2 separate regions of the Mus musculus genome follow, and region 1 is linked to region 2. The links are chromatin contacts, called in public Hi-C maps. All regions are on one chromosome and are shown on one strand. Each heading gives the region's core, a stretch centred on a gene start, on an enhancer-like site or on the middle of the called end of the contact. The rest is flanking DNA. Distances are from core to core; before and after follow the strand shown. Region 1 overlaps Moxd1 (monooxygenase, DBH-like 1). Region 2 holds the start of Moxd1 (monooxygenase, DBH-like 1).

Region 1 (3,324 bases), core at 84-2,583, 73 kb before region 2:
AAAAACATTAAGTTAATGTTTATGGAGAGTTCACAGAAAGAAAAGAGTGGAAGTTACATGAGCTGGTAGGACAACCAGAGGACGGGAGCAAACCCAATGGTTCATGCCTTGGAGATGAGGCTTGAAGACTGGGAATCTGAAAACGCAGTACCAGTCTCCCTGAGCCTCTTTGCCACATACTTTGTCTCTCTCCACCCCTGGTAATAAATGTCCTTTTTGTCACCTCTAACCTTTCCAGCTTCTCTAAGAGTGCAATTCAAATCCCTACAGAACCATGAGAGAAGGAGAGAAGCCTTAACAAAAGCAAATATGCTAATTATTTGCTTGGGAAAAAAAAAGTCTATGCCTTCTAGCAGAAACATTCACCCTGAAAGTAACAAGTACCGACGGGGTTTGGTGGATCTTGCCTGTTTTTCCGGCACTTTGGAGTTGAGTTCGAGGCCAACCTGGTCTACAGAGCAAACCAGGGCTACACAGGGCTACTCTATCTTGGAAACAAAAAACAAATAAACAAATGAAGAATAATGTATGAGCCTGCTATCACTGGGGTAGGGTCAAGTTAGAAGAAGGGAGAATCTTACAGAAACTAAAACACCCGAGTAAGTACAGGGTGTGTCTACCTAGACACACTTATAAGTAAGTAAACAATACCAATAATCACTGTAGTTGATTTGAAAAAATTGTGTTAATACTATACTTTAGTACTGATGGATCATTTTCCTTTGTAACTTGAGTTTAAACTCTGAGGTATGCTTGTCTTATAACACAGCAAAATTTACAGCAACACACAATATTTTAATTTTGTATTTTAATTTTTTTCTGCATAACATTAACAATTTTATTTGTAAATTCAGTTGACTCAGGGAAGCATTTAAAATTTAATGACTTTAGACATGGCTTTCCTGCTCCATGTAATATAAAACCAGATGGAAGAAAATATCCTGTATGTGTAAGTTGTTAGACTTCTTATCTGCCTGGAACCACACTGTTCTTTTAAAGGTCTTCCCGCTGGAGTCGTTCTTAGGAGCAGGAAGAGGTGTGGGGAGAAGGAAGGGAAGTGGGTTAACCCAGCCAAGAAGCAGCCCCGGGTCCATACAGCCGAATGAATAGCACTACAGACTGCCTTCTATAGCACAAATAAACATATGGTCAAAAATTAGTAAAACAAACAGAATGTTCATTAATAGACTTTCACTCCTGGCCACATGGAGCAACTAACACCAGCTTACTGTGCAGGGGGGAAAAAGCCAACACACATGAACAGAGCGGTACAGAGTGCCTGCTTAGGAGACTGGAAAACAGGCATGAGAAAACTCTGACCCAGAGGAAATGAAGACATGTCACGTCTGAACGCTGTGTTCATTCCAGAGCTCTGCCTGTGAGCACTCCTTGGATCACAATACAGAAAGGAGAATTTCCAACAATAAAATGACCATCGCAAGGAATTCAAGAGACAAAAATCAGAGTTAAGGGAGTCAGAGGTGACGAGTTTCCATGTAGAGAACAGGGGGCCTGGCATACAGATTGCTCTTTAAGTCCATATTAGGGACAACTAAGTGCGGGATGAAATCGCACAAGATAGACAAAGAGGAACTAGGGAAATATTTTTAAAAAAATTGGAGAGCTCCCAGAGCTGGTAGATTTTTTAAGTTCCAACTAGTAAGAGTGGAGGTATTTGCTGATGACACAGGTCAGGTATTCAGGGATCCAACTCAGACACCTGCGACCGGGTCAGGCCTCAGTAGTCAAGCTGCATGCATGGTCCTAAACATCCTGACCAGTCACACTGACAAGGATATTAAAGAGTTAGAGACAGTCTGAAATTATTAAGCATGTGAACAACTACATAAAGATAAGCTTAATCTATAGACAATTTAGAGAAATACCAAGCTTTGAAAATTGCAGTCAGCTTAATGATTAGCACAGGAAGGTATTAAAATATTATTTACAAAACAGGTGAAGGACATTTACACTAGAAACTATAAAACAGAACTGAGGAAAGCGAGAAAGTGCTTGAATGAGTGCAGCACTTCATGTTCGCAGAGGGCTCCATACACCGCATGGATCCCCACTGGTCTCTAATGCTTGCTTGCTTCTTTGTTTCTTAAACTTCTTGTCCAGGGTTGGAAACAGGGGATGTTAGATTGCTAATTGGGGATGTCTAGTCTTTATTTGGTGGCTAGTCATTTCCTTCTGCATGTCCTGAGATTTCTATAGCACATCCAAGTAGGGTTTGTAGGTTTTTGTTTGGTTATTTGTTTTAAGAAACTAACAGATTGTCTTAATCATCTCTATAAAAATATAATGAACCTAGAGTATCAAATTAATTTGGGAAAGGGTAACAACAAATAGGAGTTTACAGACTTTATTTTCCTACTTAAATCTATAATAGTCAAGTGTGGTACTGAAGTATCATACATACACAGCCATGAAATAGAGTCCCTTCCAGAGTCAACGTATCATCAAATAACTAAAATTCCAAATTTCATGGTAAAAAGGTGGGTTTCAGGACTCCAAGATGGTTCAGGGCACACATGCCTGTCACCAAGCCTTACAGTGTAAATTCTATACCTGGGGCTCACAAGGTGGAAGGAAATAACTAACCCCTGCACATTGTCCTACACACACACACACACATACACACACACACACACACACACACACACACACACACTGAAAAATACCTTAAAGGCAGTTTTCTTTCACTAAATAGTAAAACAGAAACTTAAGGGTTCTTTGGAAAGTCAGTTGGATGGTGTTTTGCTGGGCGAACACATGAAGGAATATTTTGTTAAAGTGGACACAGGTGTGAAAGGCTAAGGCAAATTCATAAGGATCATTTCGCTGAAGCAGACACAGGAGAGAGGATGTTCTGCTAAAGCGAGCGCGTGAAAGGACACCTGATGAAGGATTCTTTGCTAACCACACGAGTATGCTCTGCCTTACATTGTGTAGTTGAGCTACATTTGTCGGGAGGCCTAGAGAGAAACGCACCAAAAAACTTCTGGTGGTGTGCTGCAGTTTGTTGCTGTTTCCAAGGACTTGGGCTGATTGGATGCACTTGCTGGGGCAAGACCCGTGCTGAGACAAGGCACACGTGATGCTATAATGGGACTCTATGGAGCAATAGAGACAGAGCTTGGCTTGCTGGTACAGCTAGCTGTGCAATGCTTGTTGCTTGTGGGACTCTCTTCTTCACTGACCATTCACAGCCAAAAGCTTCTCTTGGTGTTCCTCTCTGGTCCCTCCTGCTGACTTGAGCCAAAGGCTGAGGTCCGGCTGTCTCTGCTAGGCAGTGCCACCACTGTTGCTAACCAGACTCTA
Region 2 (3,201 bases), core at 562-3,061:
GGCGCATTAGCAGCAGTTGGGTCAGGATCCTTCCCTTGGACTTTCATTTGATAACTAATTGTATGGGCTTTCTAGAAATGCTGCTGTTTGGACAAAAGTAGTATCACGTTGAATTTTAAAGTGTACCAGATCGCTGTTACACAGCAAGATGCCTCATGCCCACTTCTATAGGCTGTGCTGGGATCATGATACTCTACAAAAACAGCTTTATTTTCCCCCCCTTTGGTTGCAATAGGTATTAAAATAAGGTCGCATCTTACTCAGATCCTGGTAGAGTAAGCTAGTTGGCTAGTGAGGCCTGGGATCAAATTCTCAGCCATCAAATCCCATATCAGAGATGATGCAGCATCAGAAAGGCTCATGTAAGGGAGGTCAGCAGGCTGCACTCTAGCAGAGGTGCACAGCGCTTACAGGGGATAGCAAGGAAGTGATGACTTGGGGAGAAGTAAACACACACGGCAGGGTGGCTTGAAAATTCGAATTGCTGTCAATTTGTTTCCAGCCAAACATTTCAGCGTCAGAACCGAAGCTATAATACGATAGCCCCTCAGTCAGAATGCTGTGAAATTCCATCTTAGAAGACTGGAGGAAGTATTGAGCTATACACGCTGAAATTCACAAGGGGCATTCTTATGCTGCTCAGAAGTTTTCCTGAGGCTTCTTAGCTAAGGTTTGCATTCTTGCATGGGAGTTGGCCCGTAAGAAAGTGTGTATATCCACTATGACCCATATGAAGTTCAGTACCCAGGAAGTCGAGCTACAGAATTCTGTTCGTTTCCCTACACATAAAGATGCCTGGATCAGGTAGCATCTACCAGAACTCTCTCCCCTAGAGCTAATGGGCAGGGAGCGAATCAGATGAATTTGTCGCCTATTAAAGCGGAAAACCTATCCCTGAATAGAGGGCTCTGCTTGGAGACTCTAGGTTGTGCATGGGTCGCTAAACCTGGCTTCCTCGAGAGCTGTTAATAACAAAACTTCCTTAAGCAAGTTTTCAGGGCCCTTCATTCATCTCGTGCATGCTCTAGTAAATGTTGGTGCTGCTCCTGGGATGCCCCCAAAGCCAACCACTGGAGACTGCGATTCCCAACCTTAGACAGGCAAGTGCACACAGGTCCGACCAGTTAGGTCTCAAAAGCTGTGGGTTTTTTTTTTTTTTTTTTTTTTTGATGGGGTGGATGGAGGGGAATGTGTGGTCTGTGCACAATGGTCGGTGAAGTGGGGCACCAGGATGCGAGCTTCCCGAAGAGGTAAACTTCCCCGGGCGAAGACTGCAAATGACACAGGCAGGGACCCCAGGGCAGGCTCGGATGACCCTGGGGCAAAAAGTGGCAAAGGAGGTGAGATGGACTCTGCTGCACGGAGCCCGTATCAGCCTCACCTTTGGGTGGACTGCGCTGCCCATCGCCCTTCTAGGGCGATCCCAGCGCAGGGAGCTCCCCGAAGGGACCCGAGCTTACCTGGAGGTAGGGCCGCCCGTGGGCCACTCCGCCTACCACGATGTCTGCCGCGGCCATGCTCCCGGTGGGCGAGAAGCCGAAGCCCACGTAGCCGTTCGTGCGTACCTCCAGACGGAAGGCCAGCCTCTCGCCCTGCCGGCCCCAGTGCAGCCAGTACTTGCCTTCGGGATCGAGGACCACGCGGTGCGGGTACGAGCGGCCCGGGCTTCCCGCAGCCGTCGCGGGGAGCAGCGCCCACAGCACAAGCAGTGGCCAGCCGCACATCCTCCTGTCCCGCGCCGCACCTGGGCTGCAGCCACTGGGGGGCGAAGACCAGGGAGCCCAACTTGGGACCGCCCCGGGGCTGGCCGCGCCCGCCCGCTGTCCCCGCCCCCGCTGGTTCTGGGTCCTACCAGGAGACTCCCCAGCCTCTCCCCAGGCATCCACCTGCTGCCACCGTGTATCCTATTTTGTCCCTGAAGTCTGGGTTAAGAGGGCAAGAAGGCAAGGAGCTTCCTGGAAGAGGCGGAGAAAAGGGGACCCAGCCGGGTAGAAGAAAGGAGGGAAAAAAAGGAATCGATGTGCAGACTGGGAGGGACCTAGGAAAGGAATTGGAAAGTGATGGGATAGAAAAGCATCCCTCTCGGGACCATGGGAGGGAAGAGACAGCTGGGAAAATCTGGGGTGCGGAGGAGAGAAAGGGAAAGCACCCCCACCCCCCAGATGGAAACTGCGCAGTTTGCATCCCTGGCAAACTTTTGACTTTTGACTTTCCTCACTGGAGCTCGTAGTGATGCCTGCTCATCCAGCAAGGAAGGCACACCCTCATCTTCTTCTCCCTTCTTTCAGTCTTTCCTCTTCTGGGAGGAGGCAGGGCTGGGGAGGGGGGGGGGTGCAATTCTTAGTTCTCCTGCTGATTTAGCTTTCCGTCGGGTTTTGATTTCTTCAGTTTGGTGGTGAAGGAATGATTTCTGCCTATACAGAAGAGGATTAGGTCAAGGTCAGCTTTCCTCTGAGTCCCTTTATCCCTCACTCTCCAGCCGCTGCCGCCACTGATCCTTTTAAGTTCTGGCCATGGTCTTGTTAGTCTCAAGTCTTGCTTGGCTTGTTGGTCTTTGAACACAGCACTCCTGTATTCCAGATGCTCAGTACTCATACTGAGGGCACATTAGATTCCTCATTAGTTTATATACACTTTACCATATTTCAGAAGCAAACTCTTGTCTGATTTAAAAAAAAAACAAAACAAAACAAACAAAACAAAAACAAAAACCAAATAGGATAACAAATACCGGGAGGACAGACCAAAATACCGATAAGAATATAGATAAAGCACACTGTTGCTCTCTGTACTATTTCTATCCAAGTGTATGTAGATGTCAGTATAGGATGTGTGTGTGCGCGTGCGTGCGTGCACACGCACGCACGCATGTTTCTATTGCTTAAGGTTTCTATTGCTTCAATCGAAACCACGACAAAGCAAGCTGGAAAAATAAAAGGGTTTATTGGACTTATTGCTGTTCATCATGTAGAAAGTCAGGGCAGAAAGTCAAGCAGGAAAGAAACCTGGATGCAGGAGCTGATATTAGAGGCCACGGAAGGGTGCTGCTTGCTAGCTTGCTCCTCTTGGCCTGCTTTCTTATAGAACCCAAGACCACCAGCCCAGGGATGGCACCACCCACAACGGGTTGGGCCCTCCCTTATTAATAACTAATTAAGATAATGGCTTCCAGGCTTGCCTACAGCCCCATCTGATGGAGGC

The links. Hi-C and Micro-C count contacts between places; a contact is called where the count stands out from the background.
Region 1: a contact with region 2 is called in a Hi-C map of uterus, with 2.1 times the contacts expected there. The contact joins the enhancer-like site here to the promoter of Moxd1 in region 2. A contact is called at or near these places in 2 of 39 promoter capture datasets (both in embryonic stem cells), 1 of 15 datasets of contacts at CTCF or cohesin (the NIH/3T3 cell line), 10 of 484 Hi-C or Micro-C datasets (cerebral cortex, embryonic fibroblasts, embryonic stem cells and 3 more), 5 of 115 datasets of contacts at active chromatin or transcription factors (bone marrow-derived dendritic cells, embryonic fibroblasts, embryonic stem cells and 1 more) and 3 of 9 other capture datasets (adipose tissue, embryonic stem cells and pancreatic islet).

What each region holds. Positions count from the first base shown.
Region 1 is chr10:24,294,525-24,297,848 of GRCm38.p6, reverse strand. The region is part of intron 10 of Moxd1 (monooxygenase, DBH-like 1); the gene reads right to left. Among named protein-coding and RNA genes, the nearest start is that of Moxd1, 73 kb to the right of the region's middle. Within about 2 kb of position 1,333, at least 7 of the 459 cell types and tissues checked have an H3K27ac peak or open chromatin away from gene starts, as enhancers often do. A contact at or near this core is called in uterus, where this site is marked.
Region 2 is chr10:24,222,127-24,225,327 of GRCm38.p6, reverse strand. Moxd1 (monooxygenase, DBH-like 1) reads right to left here and starts at 1,811. Exons shown (of 12, transcript NM_021509.5): 1 at 1,461-1,811. The coding sequence starts at 1,724.